Regions from separate parts of the Sus scrofa genome. Here region 2 is linked to region 1. Evidence: chromatin contacts called from public Hi-C data. All regions are on one chromosome and are shown on one strand. Each heading gives the region's core, a stretch centred on a gene start, on an enhancer-like site or on the middle of the called end of the contact. The rest is flanking DNA. Distances are from core to core; before and after follow the strand shown. Region 1 overlaps PPP6R3 (serine/threonine-protein phosphatase 6 regulatory subunit 3). Region 2 holds the start of PPP6R3 (serine/threonine-protein phosphatase 6 regulatory subunit 3).

The links. A called contact is a pair of places that touch in the nucleus more often than the background predicts.
Region 2: a Hi-C map of embryonic fibroblasts shows a contact between it and region 1, with 2.1 times the contacts expected there. The contact joins the promoter of PPP6R3 here to the enhancer-like site in region 1. A contact is called at or near these places in 2 of 47 Hi-C or Micro-C datasets (embryonic fibroblasts and liver) and 2 of 2 datasets of contacts at active chromatin or transcription factors (alveolar macrophages and skeletal muscle).

What each region holds. Positions count from the first base shown.
Region 1 is chr2:4,445,802-4,452,296 of Sscrofa11.1, forward strand. PPP6R3 (serine/threonine-protein phosphatase 6 regulatory subunit 3) reads right to left here. Exons shown (of 26, transcript XM_021082696.1): 9 at 3,535-3,648. Among named protein-coding and RNA genes, the nearest start is that of PPP6R3, 74 kb to the right of the region's middle. Within about 2 kb of position 2,405, at least 7 of the 83 cell types and tissues checked have an H3K27ac peak or open chromatin away from gene starts, as enhancers often do. A contact at or near this core is called in alveolar macrophages, embryonic fibroblasts and liver, where this site is marked.
Region 2 is chr2:4,519,608-4,526,102 of Sscrofa11.1, forward strand. It overlaps PPP6R3 (serine/threonine-protein phosphatase 6 regulatory subunit 3), which reads right to left and starts at 3,814. Exons shown (of 26, transcript XM_021082696.1): 1 at 3,683-3,814. It overlaps TRNAA-AGC (a tRNA gene), which reads left to right and starts at 4,298; the gene lies at 4,298-4,370.

The DNA.
Region 1 (6,495 bases), core at 1,155-3,654:
CCTCCCGCAGCCCCACGGCGCGGCTTCGTCGCGCCCTTCCTTCCTCGCGGCGCCACACGATGCTCCGGGCTCCTCGCATGCACCGCTTAGCCCGGTCCTAGCACCAGCCAGTTCTCCAGGCAGCCCTGCCTCCTCTTACTGGCGGATGCTATCGGCGCGGGGTCTGGGCGCGCGGTACGTACCGGACCTCACGAAGCAGCCATCTCTTGGGTTTAACTCTTCGCCCCTCGGTAGAAGTCATGCCTAACGTCCACACTGACTGGAAACTCGGCGACGTCAGAGGTGACAAATACGCCCAGAGACACTCGCCATTTGCTGTCTCTTTTCGCTTCTAGCATTTCCCTAGAAACTTTCGTGTCGCTACTAAAATTTTCCATCTGTTCGCATACTGTCCACTTTTCCCACAAGCCTCTAACATGTTAATCACAGTTATTTTAAATTCCAGGCCTGACCATCCCAACACATGTGAATCTGGTTCTACTGAATATGCCTCTTTCCTGAGCGTTTGCTGGCGCTCTTTGCATCCTGCCTCTCTGTCCTGCAAGTTTTGGCTGAAACAGGGAGATGCCGTGAAGACGAGAGAAACTGATCGAAGCGGGTCTCGCGTGTGGGTTTGGGGATCCGTCTATCTTGGCGGCCGAGCTGCTGCTGTGCGACTGATTTCTCTCAGGGCATTAAAGACTTCCCATCTGACCCCAGCTACTCTGTCTTCACAGCTGGGGCTGGGCTGCCAGGTTTTCCTCCATGTCGGCCCCGCCCGAGCTGAAGGTCTTCCATGCCCGCCAGCCGCCTGTCACCCTGCCACCCGCCAGCCCTTCCTTGCCAGCAGCTGCTGCTCCCCGTAGGGCGGCCCAGAGGGAGGGCTGCAGGGAGAAGAGCCCTGCCGCTCTGGCTCCGCCTGCTCTCAGGCAGCGGAGTGTCCCTGGGCTGCAGGGGTGGGGCCCCCTCAGAGACCCTGCCCTTACTTCCGTGCCGGGGGTCTCTGGTAGCCCGGGCCTGCATGTGTCCCTGCCTGTCCTGTGGGAGAGAGGTTTTTCCCTGGTCCCTTCCTCCCACCGCTAATGGCCTTCACCTGCACCTTCGGGTTTCGGCGTTGACCTCCCTTCTCCAGGGGCAAGAATGGAGGAGGATCGGGGGCGGGGGACCGTGCATTTCCCCCCAAGGCTACACTGCAAGGGCGCCTTTCTCTGGCCTCTCAGCCACTTGGCCCCAGCATTTCTTGAGGGGCTCACGGATGTGTGCCAAGTCCCGCGTCTCTTTGCTCTCCCCGCACTGGAGGTGCTCTGCCCATTACATACCCATCAGCATCCTGCATGGTTCATAAAACATATCTGAACTATAACTTTTTCAGAGGAGCAAGGAAACTGTATTTCAAAGTACCCCAGAGCTCCTCGGCAGAAGAACTACATTGTGCACAAACATCCCTTTCTCCTTATTTTTTGAGTTTTATTAAAATAATCTGGAATTTACCACATTTTTTTCAACATTTGACTTACTCAATTATTCATCCCCCACACTCCTTTTAGGGCCACACCCGCGGCAGGTGGAAGTTCTCAGGCTGGGGTTGAACTGGAGCTGCAGATGCCGGCCTGCGCCAGAGCCACGGCCACACCAGATCCTCAACCCACTGGGCGAGGCCAGGGGTCAAACGCGCATCCCCACAGAGACAACATCGGGTTCTTCACCCGCTGAAGCCACAGCAGGAACTCCATCAGTTATTCACTCAGCATGATTTTAATACTCACATTAGTTTTCCCATGCCCGTTTCATTTCGTTGTCAACTTCACCAATATAGTTCCTTAAGTTCTTTATGCTACCTTATTTTTGTCTGGCTTTGGTAAAGTCCATCTCCAAGTAATTTACCACAGGAACAGAACACAGACGGAACAATGAGGTCCCATATGCTTGAAAACTCCTCTTGTCCTCACACAGCGACCCAAGTATTTCAGGGTCACGATCCTGTCCCCTACTCTTCATTGAGTATTCAGCTTTATAAGGGAGATGTCTGGCAACCCGACTTGCTTTGAAGTTAACCTGATTTTTTCTTATCCGAATATTTTTAGGATTTACTCTTTATCCTAGGGATTCAGAAATCTCATAAGGACACGCTAAGATCTTGGTCGCCTCCCCACCCCTGTCCCCACCCTCTTTAAATTTAGTCTTGCTTAGTATTTGCACCTTTGTGCTCTAAGGATAACTTACTCCTGATGAGAAATCTCCTCCTATCATTGCTTTTATTGTTGTATTGCCTCCATTTGCTCTAAGTTGTGCAATTATGTGGGTTTTTTCTCTTCCATGAGCAAACCTGTTTCCCTTTTCTGATTTATTCCTTTCTCAAGCCAGAGTCATCAATATGTCTCACAGCAGCAGCTCTCCTGCTTTTTAACCAGTTTCAGAGATGATGCAACTGCCTTGTGGCATGAGTAGCAAGATACCAGTCCTGTACCACTTGAGTAATACCTTAGGTTACTGATTACATTACTGAAGATAAGATTTACCAGGGAAGACACAGACAAAGTCAAAACTGCAGCTACACTCCCAAAATTACAACATACTTGAAGCGGTGCTGCCACGCTGCCCATGTATTATCATTAAGCAAAGATTAAAAAACCAGGAACAGAGACAGGAACTTTGGGAGGCGAAGATTGGTTAAGACTATGTTTACTATTTTGCCAGAAACCAGATGACATCATTAAGAGTAACGGCTGTATTTTCATATGTTGACAGGAGACCTCGTCTCTCCTCCTGCCCTCTGGTTTACTGGATGGATCCAAGAATGGGTAAAAAATACAAATTCCTCTCTCTAAACCCCACATTCCTGGAACACACACACACACACACACACACACACACACACAGATATATACACTTCTTCAAATTCTCATGCTCTAGGAATCAATTAGAGAACTCTGACAATTACTAAGGAAATTAGTTTTAGGTATCAACTGTAAAAAATAAAGTCTGACAAATATTAAACGGCTTTTCCAGAGCACACAAATAGGAAAAAGAGGCCGTATTTCTGATTCTGAAACACACAGCACAGAATGTGTCTGAAGGCCTCCACCCGCCATCTGTTTTTAACAGCCTAATGGCCTGTACTGCCTCACACATGAAACCCCCCAGCCCGAAGCCTCAGGCCAGTCTGCACTGGAAGGAAGCACAGATGCAAAGAGTCCCTGAACTGCCGCTTGGAGAGTGCACAGCAACCAGGAACAGCTACCCTCAATTTTCGTGAGCAAGAAATAAGCTTCTCTTGTGTTTGAGCTATTCTGCATATTTTTGTTTATTACAGTAGCATTTTGGGAACTACTACAAAAACCCAAATACTGCCAGCAGTATTCACCAAACCGTATTTTTAAACTACATCTACGTATCGCATTCATATAAAACTATTTATATAGCAGAAAAAGATTCAGCACCTGAAATTTAAGGGCGTGATATTGTAGCTATCAACCAATAACTTAATGCTTCGCTTTGAAAAATTCTTAAAGCAAACCCCAAAGGCTCACTTTCTAAGAGAGAAGGGAAACTCACGTTGGTCGTCGAGTCTCAAGTAGAGTCAGCAGTACCTGGATTGCACTGACTATGGCTGGTTCATTTTTCTCCTTGTGGAAAATATTTGATAGAAGCTGCTCTATAATTTCTTGCCTAGGGAAACAAATCAAGAGTCAAGCGCTACTTGTAAGGTCACGAACACTAACAACTAACAGAGCCCAAGATCACGGTATCAGCGAGACAAGTATTACATGAGCCCAACCTCACCTGTGCGTATTCGTTAAGACTTTATTTTCAGTACATCTACCAAGGCAGGCGAGTGACCTTGCTTATTATAGATGTTAACACACACATACCTGTTTTCCCGCCCCTTCTCTCAGCAACATCTTCCGGGCCCTGCTTGCCTCTGCTGATCTAGCTGACAGCCAGCAACTATCTCAAGCCTGGAAACACCTCCCATTCACATCAGGCTGAGGGCGGGGGTGGTAAGACTTGGAACCTTCACCCCCACAAAAGGAGGGGAGGTTTTTTGTTTGTTTGTTTGTTTGAGGGTAATTGGAAACCATAAATGTTTTCCCACAAAGGCATTAATGTATAATTAACAAAGACCTAAAAGCAAGTGTAAGGTAACATCAATGGCAGCACTTCCCTCTACCATTAAAATCTGGTAAAATCAAGACCATGTGGTAGCAATGAAATGGATTTGACAGAACTGTTGCCTCAAAAGAACTCTCCAGGGAGTTCCCGTCGTGGCGCAGTGGTTAACGAATCCGACTAGGAACCATGAGGTTGCGGGTTCGGTCCCTGCCCTTGCTCAGTGGGTTAACGATCCGGCGTTGCCATGAACTGTACTGTAGGTTGCAGATGCGACTCGGATCCCGCGTTGCTGTGGCTGTGGTGTAGGCCGGTGGCTCTAGCTCCGATTCGCCCCCTAGCCTGGGAACCTCCATATGCCGCGGGAGCGGCCCAAGAAAAGGCAAAAAGACCAAAAAAAAAAAAAAAAAAAAAAGTACTCTCCACACGCTCTTCCACTCCCCTCTCCCAGCGTGTGACAAGGTCACAGGGTAAAACGCAAGGGCGACCTGTTAGGTACGTTCATATGCAGGTGCTCAAGGAAAGCCTTCGTTTCTTAGGATCTCTAATGTTTAATACAACCCATGTGGATGAGGAAACGGAGTCTCCCTTGCAATGCGATGTACAGCTGGGTGCCCCTGGTTGCCCGCCTGGCAGACACGCCAGTCACCCAGTACAGCTGTGCTCAGGGGATACTAACACCAGTTCCTCGGCAAGTTAGGGCAGCCAAGAGGGAGAGCATCTCTTTCTTTCTACCTGGGGGAAGCCAATGAAACGGGTGTCTAACCTAACTCAGGATCCCCCTGCAGGAAGCAGCTTTCAAGTACTCCCAGACCAGCACTACACTGCTTGTGACACCTCTCCCCAAACCACAGACAGGACGTCTGAGCTTACTGAACAGGATAAAAGGAATGCCTTCTAGTCTTTAAGTAAGAAGGCATTCAGTTACAAGTGAGAAAACATTCGCTTTTACTTTTTAAAAAGATGGAAACGGGAGTTCCTGTCATGGCTTGGTGGTTAACGAATTCAACTAGGAACCATGGGGTTGCGGGTTTGATCCCTGGCCCTGCTCAGTGAGTTAAGGATCCAGCGTTGCCGTGAGTGGTGGTGTGGGTTGCAGATGTGGCTCGGATCCCGTGTTGCTGTGGCTGTGTGTAGGCCGGCGGCTACAGCTCCGATTCGACCCCTAGCCTGGGAATCTCCATATGCCGCAGGAGTGGCCCAAGAAATGGCAAAAAGACAAGGAAAAAAAAAAGGGGGGGGGGGGAGATGGAAACGAATCCGACTAGGAACCATGAGGTAGCAATCACGGTTGCGGGTTTGATCCCTGGCCTCGCTCAGTGGGTTAAGGAGCCGGCGTTGCCGGGAGCTATGGTACAGGCTGCAGACGTGGCTCGGCCGTGGTGTAGGCCAGCAGCCTAGACACTTACATCGCAACACAACAAACAATAGGAGGGAAAAGTATGTATGCATGTATGTGTAACCTGGTCCCCGTGCTGTACAGCGGAAAATACATAAATAAATGAATAAAACAAACCCTGGCCTGGGGACATCCACATGCCACGGGTGCGGCCCTAAAAGGACAAAAAGACAGAAAACAAAATAAAATCGAAAGTAAATTAAAAAGCGGAGTTCTAGGATGAGCATCCGTAAAATTCCTGATGTGAGCTGTTCCAGGCGGGAGGGCACCGATCAGGCTGGGATGAAGCACCTTGCGGATGGAGAAGAGACAGTGGCTGGCGTCTGCTTTTGTTTTTCACACGGGCAGCTAAAGACGCAGTGCCACAAAACTGGCTGGCTCAAGTGGGGTCCCACTGCCACGGACTCTAAGCTCGTCTGTGTCGAGAGCTGGGAGGCGCACAGCCCGCCCTCTCGAACTCAGCTCTTTTTAACAAAACCTTGGAACACCGACGTTTTCACAGAGCGACTCAATTACAGCCCCGTCGTCCAAGCGGACGTTCACCACCTAAGAGCCTGGCCACTCTCTTAGAGGCCTTCTGGAACCCCTGCCCATCCTGACCGCTCTCTTTAGCCTGGGATCACTTCCACCTCTGCCTCAGCTGCTCACCGACACGTCCACTGATACATGCGGTGTTTACACGCAGCCCCGGGTGTTTGGCGTTGTCCTACCGAGCGAGGTAATCTGTGTACCAAACAGATCGGCTCAGTAAGAGAACATCACTGTATTATTTGATAACAATCAGGTAATTATACAGATATATAAGCTATATACAGGTGCTAGTACGATGCATAAAGGCCCACTACTAAGCTCATAGGAGCCTTCTGTCACTGTGTATTTTCTTCACCAACAGATACTAGAAGAACCACTGTAACGTGGGAACATGTCTGACATTAAGAGGCTGGCTTCTCATTCTCCAGAAGAGTGTGGGAAGCAGAGCAGAGAGTAAGTCCCCCCGCTGCTAAGGG
Region 2 (6,495 bases), core at 2,564-5,063, 75 kb after region 1:
ACGGGGAGCTTTTAAAAATATTTTCCAAGCGTTCTCATTGTGGCTCAGCAGGTAAAGAACACGACTAGTATCCATGAGGATGCAAGTGTGATCCCTGGCCTTGCTCGATTAAGGAGGTGGCGCTGGGGTGGGCTCCGGTGTAGGTCGCAGGTGTGGTGTAAGGCAGCAGTTACAGCTCCAATTCGACCCCTCGCTTGGGAACTCCCATATGCCGCAGGTGCAGCCTTAAAGAAAAAACATATTTTCTGGAGTTCCGGTTGCGGCTTAGCAGTAACGAACCCAACTAATATCCATGAGGACTCGGGTTCAATCCCTGGCCTCCATCAGTGGGTTAAGGATCCAGCATTGCTGTGAGCTGTGGTTTACATCAAAGACAAGGCTCGGATCTGGAGTGGCTGTGGCTGTGGTGTAGGCTGGCAGCTGTAGCTCCAATTCGACCCCTGGCCTGGGAGCATCCGTATGCCACAGGTGCGTCCCTAATAAAAAACAAATAAAAACATTTTCTCATTCTCACCACAAATTTCTTGAGGTGGGTCCATCACCCACAGTCTTAGAAAGTACCCCAAACGATTCTGGTGCAGAGCAGTCTGGCATCCGTCTAGAGCGGGGTTCCTCAGCCTCAGCAGTACTGATACTTGGGGCTGGGTGACTGTCTTGCTGGGGGCAGAGGGGAGCCGCCTTGTGTGTCATGGGATGTTTAGCAACACCCCTGGTCTCTAGCCTCTAGAAGCCAACAGTACATTGCCCAGCCCCACAGGCTGACACACAGAAATGTCTCCAGACATTGCCAAATGTTTCTTCGGGGCAAAATCACCCCCTGGTTGAGAACCACTGATCTAGAGTAAATAAAAAACCAACCTCTTGGAGTTCCCATTGTGGTGCAGTGGTAAGGAACCCGACCAGTATCCATGAGGACACAGGTTCGATGCCTGGCCTGGCCTGGCTCAGAGGATTAAGGATCCCGCGTTGCTGTCGCTGTGGCGTAGGTCAGCAGCTGCAGCTCTGATTCAACCCCCAGCCTCAGAACTTCCATATGCAGCGGTACTGCCCTAAAAAGACAAAACAAACAAAAAACCTTTCGAGGTTCTCTTAAAAAAAGGAAAGAAATAAGACAGCTGCTTCGAAGCCAAGGCCAGATCTATTTTTTCTGTCCATCTCACCTAAGAAAAGGTAACTAACTCAGCCCACATCAGGCTCAGATCTTGACTGCTGAGGAGGATCAACCACAGCCCCTGGTGCTTTTATGAAATAAACTCAACGCTGAGTTTTACTTGAGCGGATGATTAGAACTTCACTGTCAGTATCATTCTTCCTTAGAGTAATAAAAAGTTGTAAAAGTGTAGACCAATATATACTCAGGCTGCCTCTCAGTATCTAAAATATAAAACCACAAGATCCAAGGTTATCACAGAAGCAAACTAAACACTAATCCTGACAAATACTGTTTTAAGAAGAAAGAGGTCTTCTCTGTAACAAGCGCATTATCTTTGTACCAAATCAATGCAAAAATTTATCTTTAAGAAGCAAACCTCACCTTTGTTGAGTCTTCATTTCATCACTGTTCATTTTCTGCCCTGTTATGGTCTGATTCTCAAATTCCCAAGTCGTTAATTGAAACCAGAAAGTTTTTGTTTTGCTATACTTTATGCAAAGCTCGGTTTCTTGTCTAAAGCAGTCTCCCTCCTGATCTTCAGTGAGTTACACCCGCAAGACGCCCCTCTCCACTTAAGACTGAGTCCACCCGAGTGACACTGCCTGTGCAGCAAAGCAGCCCGGTCCCAGGCAAGGAACACGGGGGGAGGCGAGCGTGGTTCCAGCACCAGAGAGAAGAGCACAGGGCAGGAATTAAAAGCCTGGGAGTACATGTGTGACTTAGTGGATGGCATTTTGTTAGCTATTCTAGACTCCCTGATCAGATATACTGAGATATAAAACAGCTTCCAAAGCACCCCTCCGGGAAAACAGTTATTGCCCAAACTATCGTCACTGAAGCACATACACAGTGAAGTTCAACACACAGGAACCTCCCGAGCCTCGGTAAGAACCAAGAGTACCCTGAGAAGCTCGGGAGCTATTGATTTGGGGGCCAATCACACTTCAGAAGTAGTATCCAAAAGTACAGCAGGAAGAGAATCCAACTGGAGCTCCTGGGGAGCTTTTCCCTATTTAACCATCTCTGAAACTAACCATTCTGAAGCACCAGGGCTCATTACTCCAGGAAACGTTTGCAACTTAACGAATCTTCAACCACTCCTCCCCTGAAAAAAATTACAATACACTTCCAGGTCACTGTCTCAGCCCAAATGACTCTAAATACACAGACCTTTCTAAAGACACTCGCCCAAAGCCAGGACTGAAAACACTCATTTACCTTCCTAATGGTATATAAATATTTAAAACATCAAACCTAATAATAGCCATTAATTTCTAAGCTGATTCTTCGTGCCAGGCACCATTTGTAGCTGCTTTACACGTATTAACTCATTTACTCCTGGCAAACTCAGGAGGCAGACACAGTTACAGAAGCAGCAGTGAAGAAAGTGATGAAGCCAAGATGTGAAACCAGGCAGTCTAACTCGAGAGCAAAGAGAGCGCAGGCACCAGCACCACTTAGGAGACTCCAGCGGCTGGAAACCTGGACTCGCTTTCCCACTGGCTGCCTACCTGCAACTTGACCTTGAGGACAAAACCCAAGTAAGCCTCCCGTTCACAAAATACGACAAGAGCCTCGTTAACAAGTGCGGCGAGGACGAAAGTGCCCCTCCCATAAAAGCAAAATATAAACAAAGCTCGACCCGACCCACGGAGAAAGTAAGAATCGAGAGCACTGCACGAAGCTCTGAGGCTGAGACGTCAGGACACACAGGGACCTCCAAGGACTCGCTCGGTCTACGCACAACCAAGGGTCCAAGTTGTGCCGAGAGCAGGCGGGACGGAGGAGGAAACCCCTCCAAGTTAACGGCGAGAGAGCTTCTTTAAGAGGGAGGTTCTTGCTGCCGAAAGAAGGACCACCCCCCAGCCCCCCGCAAGCTCATATTCGCCAGGGAGACCTTCGCGACCAGGTCTACGCTGGAGTCGCAGCACCGGAGTGGAAAAAAAATCGCTCGGAAGGAGATTTAAATACTCCGGGCCCGGCTCTGCGTATTCCGATGACTCTGCGGCGAAGGAGCAGAAACCCACAGAACTTGTTTCCCGGAGAGCGGAGTCCAACAATGGCCTTCGCGAGGCTCCGGCGAGCGGCCGCCTTAACTTGACACGCTCCGGGGCCCGCGCCCAGCGAAGTTCTCCGGGGCCGGCGGGCGGCGCTCGGGGCCGCCGGCCGGGGCGGAGCGGGCCCCGCCGGGCTAGGGGCGCGCCCGGTCGCCGCCGCGCCAGGCCGCGGACGTCCGCGCGGGCGCAAAGTTCGCCGCCGGGCCCTCGTCCCGCCTCGGCGCCCGGCCCGGCGCGGCCCCCGCGGCCCGCAGCGGGCGAGCCGGGCGGCTGACAGGCGCGGGCGGGGACGGCCCCGGAGCCGGGGCGCCGCGCCTCCCCGGCCGCGGAGCGGCGAATTCCGGGGGGGAGGGGAGGGGGCCGGGACGCTCCCTCCCCGCGCCGCCGAGGCCGGGCGGAGGGGCCGCCCCGCCGCCCGCGCGCCGCGCACCCCGCGCGACGGCCCGCTCCGCCGCCCCCTCCCCCTCATTACCTGGAGGTGCCCGCGACTCGCCGCTAGTTGCGCTCAGGCGGGAAACGCGCTCACCGACACCATCAGCGAAGCGCCCAAAATGGCGGACGTATCAAGCAGGCCTTGAGTTCCCCCCGCCCTCCCTCCGGCCGCCTCACGGCCAATCATGGCCCTGGCCCCGCCCCCAGTCCCGCGCTCATTGGCCTCCCTCTCCCGCCCCCTGTAACCTATTGGATCACCCTGCGGCCCCGTTGCACGCACGCCGATTGGCTGGCAGACCTCGTCAGTCAAGCGAGAGGGGCTCATCCTTTTCCCATGGACTTGACGGTTCCGGAACCTCTAGGACCCGGGAGTCTGGAGAAACAAATCAGAAACCGAGAGAAACCTGGCTGGGTCCCCCTACGCCGTAGCAACAGCAGGGCCTCCGCTTGACCGACGCTTCGGACCACCAATCCGATAGCCAATGCTTTTTAAAACTAAAATGAGCCAAACCAATCATGGCCATAGAGATGGGAACTGCAAGGGAACCAATGGGGTACCAAGACCGGAGGGCGGGCAGGCGGGCCCGAGGGCCTGAAGGAAACCGGTGATGACGTGAGCCACAATGTGTTTCGGCGGCGGAAATTAGCCAGGGTTGGGGAATTAGCTCAAGTGGTAGAGCGCTCGCTTAGCATGTGAGAGGTAGCGGGATCGATGCCCGCATTCTCCACTGTAGACTTTTAGAAGGGGGGTGTGGGACTTTCCTGGTCAAAGTCACGCTCCTTTCCCTGGGTGCCCGCACTGGGAGTCTATCAGAGTGAAGGTGGGGAGTCCCATACAGCTTACGCCGACTCCCCAGCCTCCGCGAGGGACCAGATTGCGGGAAGATAGGAGTCCTCGTTTTGCCTTGCGGAAGGATTGACACGCGAGCTTCTCCCAAAATTCTCCTCTGGCGCCCTGCCACTCCCCGCCCTCCCCGAGACAGCCCACTCAGCCATCTCCCCCCGCCCCCTGCTCCTAAAGAGAGCCACCCCAGAGAGAGCCGACGCTTGGAGATGCGGCCTCCTTCCTAAAAGCCGGCAAAACGCCGTGTATGGTCACGTGTAAATCAACTGCATGCGGTGGGGGGAGGCTTGCGGGGCCCGCTGCGGGGGAGAGAGTGCTAGGGGCACTAGTGCTCGTGGGCAGCCCTAGTGTGCACTTAGTCTATGCCCAGCCTGCGGGGGTGCGTGGGGAGCAGAGGGTCCCGGCTCTGACGTCAGACTCCTCCAGTCACAGAGTGGTGGGGTCTTCCTGAGCCGGAGGCAATCCGACCCTCAGGACAGCGAGAGCAGAGCTCTGCGCTAACTCCCGGAGACCTGAGACCCCAAGGTGGGGCCTTGGAACAGGTTGGGTTGTTCTGAGAGAGACACGGGGCGGGAGAGGAAGTGTCCGAAGTGACCGGGTCTCCGGGCCTTGAGACCAGTGCCACCCTGCCTAGGGGGAAATCACCAGCACCGGTGCTCAGGGGAGAGTCAGAATGAGGGCTCGGGGCAGGGAGGTCTGCCTGCCAGCAGGTCTCTCCCGTGACACTGGCTTGGGCAGAGATGGCCTCTCAGGCCCAAGGAGGGGAGGCAGGGAGTTCCTGTTGTAGCTCAGGGGCCTAAGAATCCGACTAGGATGCATGACACTGGTTCTATTCCTGGCCTCACTCAGTGGGTTAAGGATCTGGTGTGGCTGTGGCTGTGGCATACACTGGCAGCCCCTTGTCTGGAAACTTCCACATGCTGTAGGTGAGGCCCTAAAAAGACTAAAAATAGGGAGGGGAGACAGGCTCCCTGTGGGGCTTCCCCAGAGGACCTCCCAGGCCTGAGACATGTGACAGAGCTTGGCCACTGGGGGTAGCGGATGGCCACACCAGCAGTTTTGGCCACTGGGCTGCCTTCCAGACGCAGTTCTCTGCACCCCACTTGCCCAGGCCGGAGGCTCCCTCCACCCCACCGACTCAGGTTCTCTGAGCGCCGAAGCCAAAGGCAGAGAAAATGGGAGCCCAGCTGGAATTGGGTGGACAGGCCCCTCCCCCAGCTCACTCCTTCCGCAGAGCCTGTGGCTAGAGGCAGAAGTTCTGGAAGGAGTTCGTTGCTGGTAGTCCCAGAACAGGAGCATCACCCCATTTATGTGTTAGGTAACTGAGACCCTGAAAGCATTCAGACCTCGGCTGTGGCCCACACTGGCTGAGTGACCTCAGCTGGGCGACCTGAGCTCCCTGGCTGTCCAGGTCTTATCTGTAAAGTGCTGGTGATCTACCAACTTGTGTCCATCCTGTAAAGGGTACTGGGCCTCTAGGGAGGCAGCCACCAGGGGCAGAAGTTGGGTGCATTGATTCTGCTGCGCAGAGAGGCTTGGTGCCTCGCCCAAGGCCACACAGCCACCAAGATGGAGACTAAGTGCTTGGTGCAGAGGGGGAGGGGGAGGGACCCAAATACAGGTGACTGGGCAGGGGCGGGGGGGGGGGGAGGGCGGAGTGCAGGAGCAGGTGGCAGGGGAGGCTCACCAGCTGGAGGACCAGGTCCAGGTGATCGCAAGTCTAGGGGGAAAGAATGAGATCATCGAAGGAACTTGGGGTTTATCCTCAGCCACGCAGGGCCGGGAAAAGTTTCAGAGCAACGGAAGGGTGCATTCAGGGCTGGCTACACTTTAGAAAGAACGGTTTTGGAGCCAGAGCAGCAAGGCTGTGCTGCAGGAGTATCTCAGAGCCAGAGGAGCTGGCCCCTGGGGCCCGACACAGGAGCATGGGACAGCCTGCAGGGACCCCAGGACCGTAAAGGCACCTATAACAACATGATGCTTTAAAGAACCTGAAATATAAGGTGGAC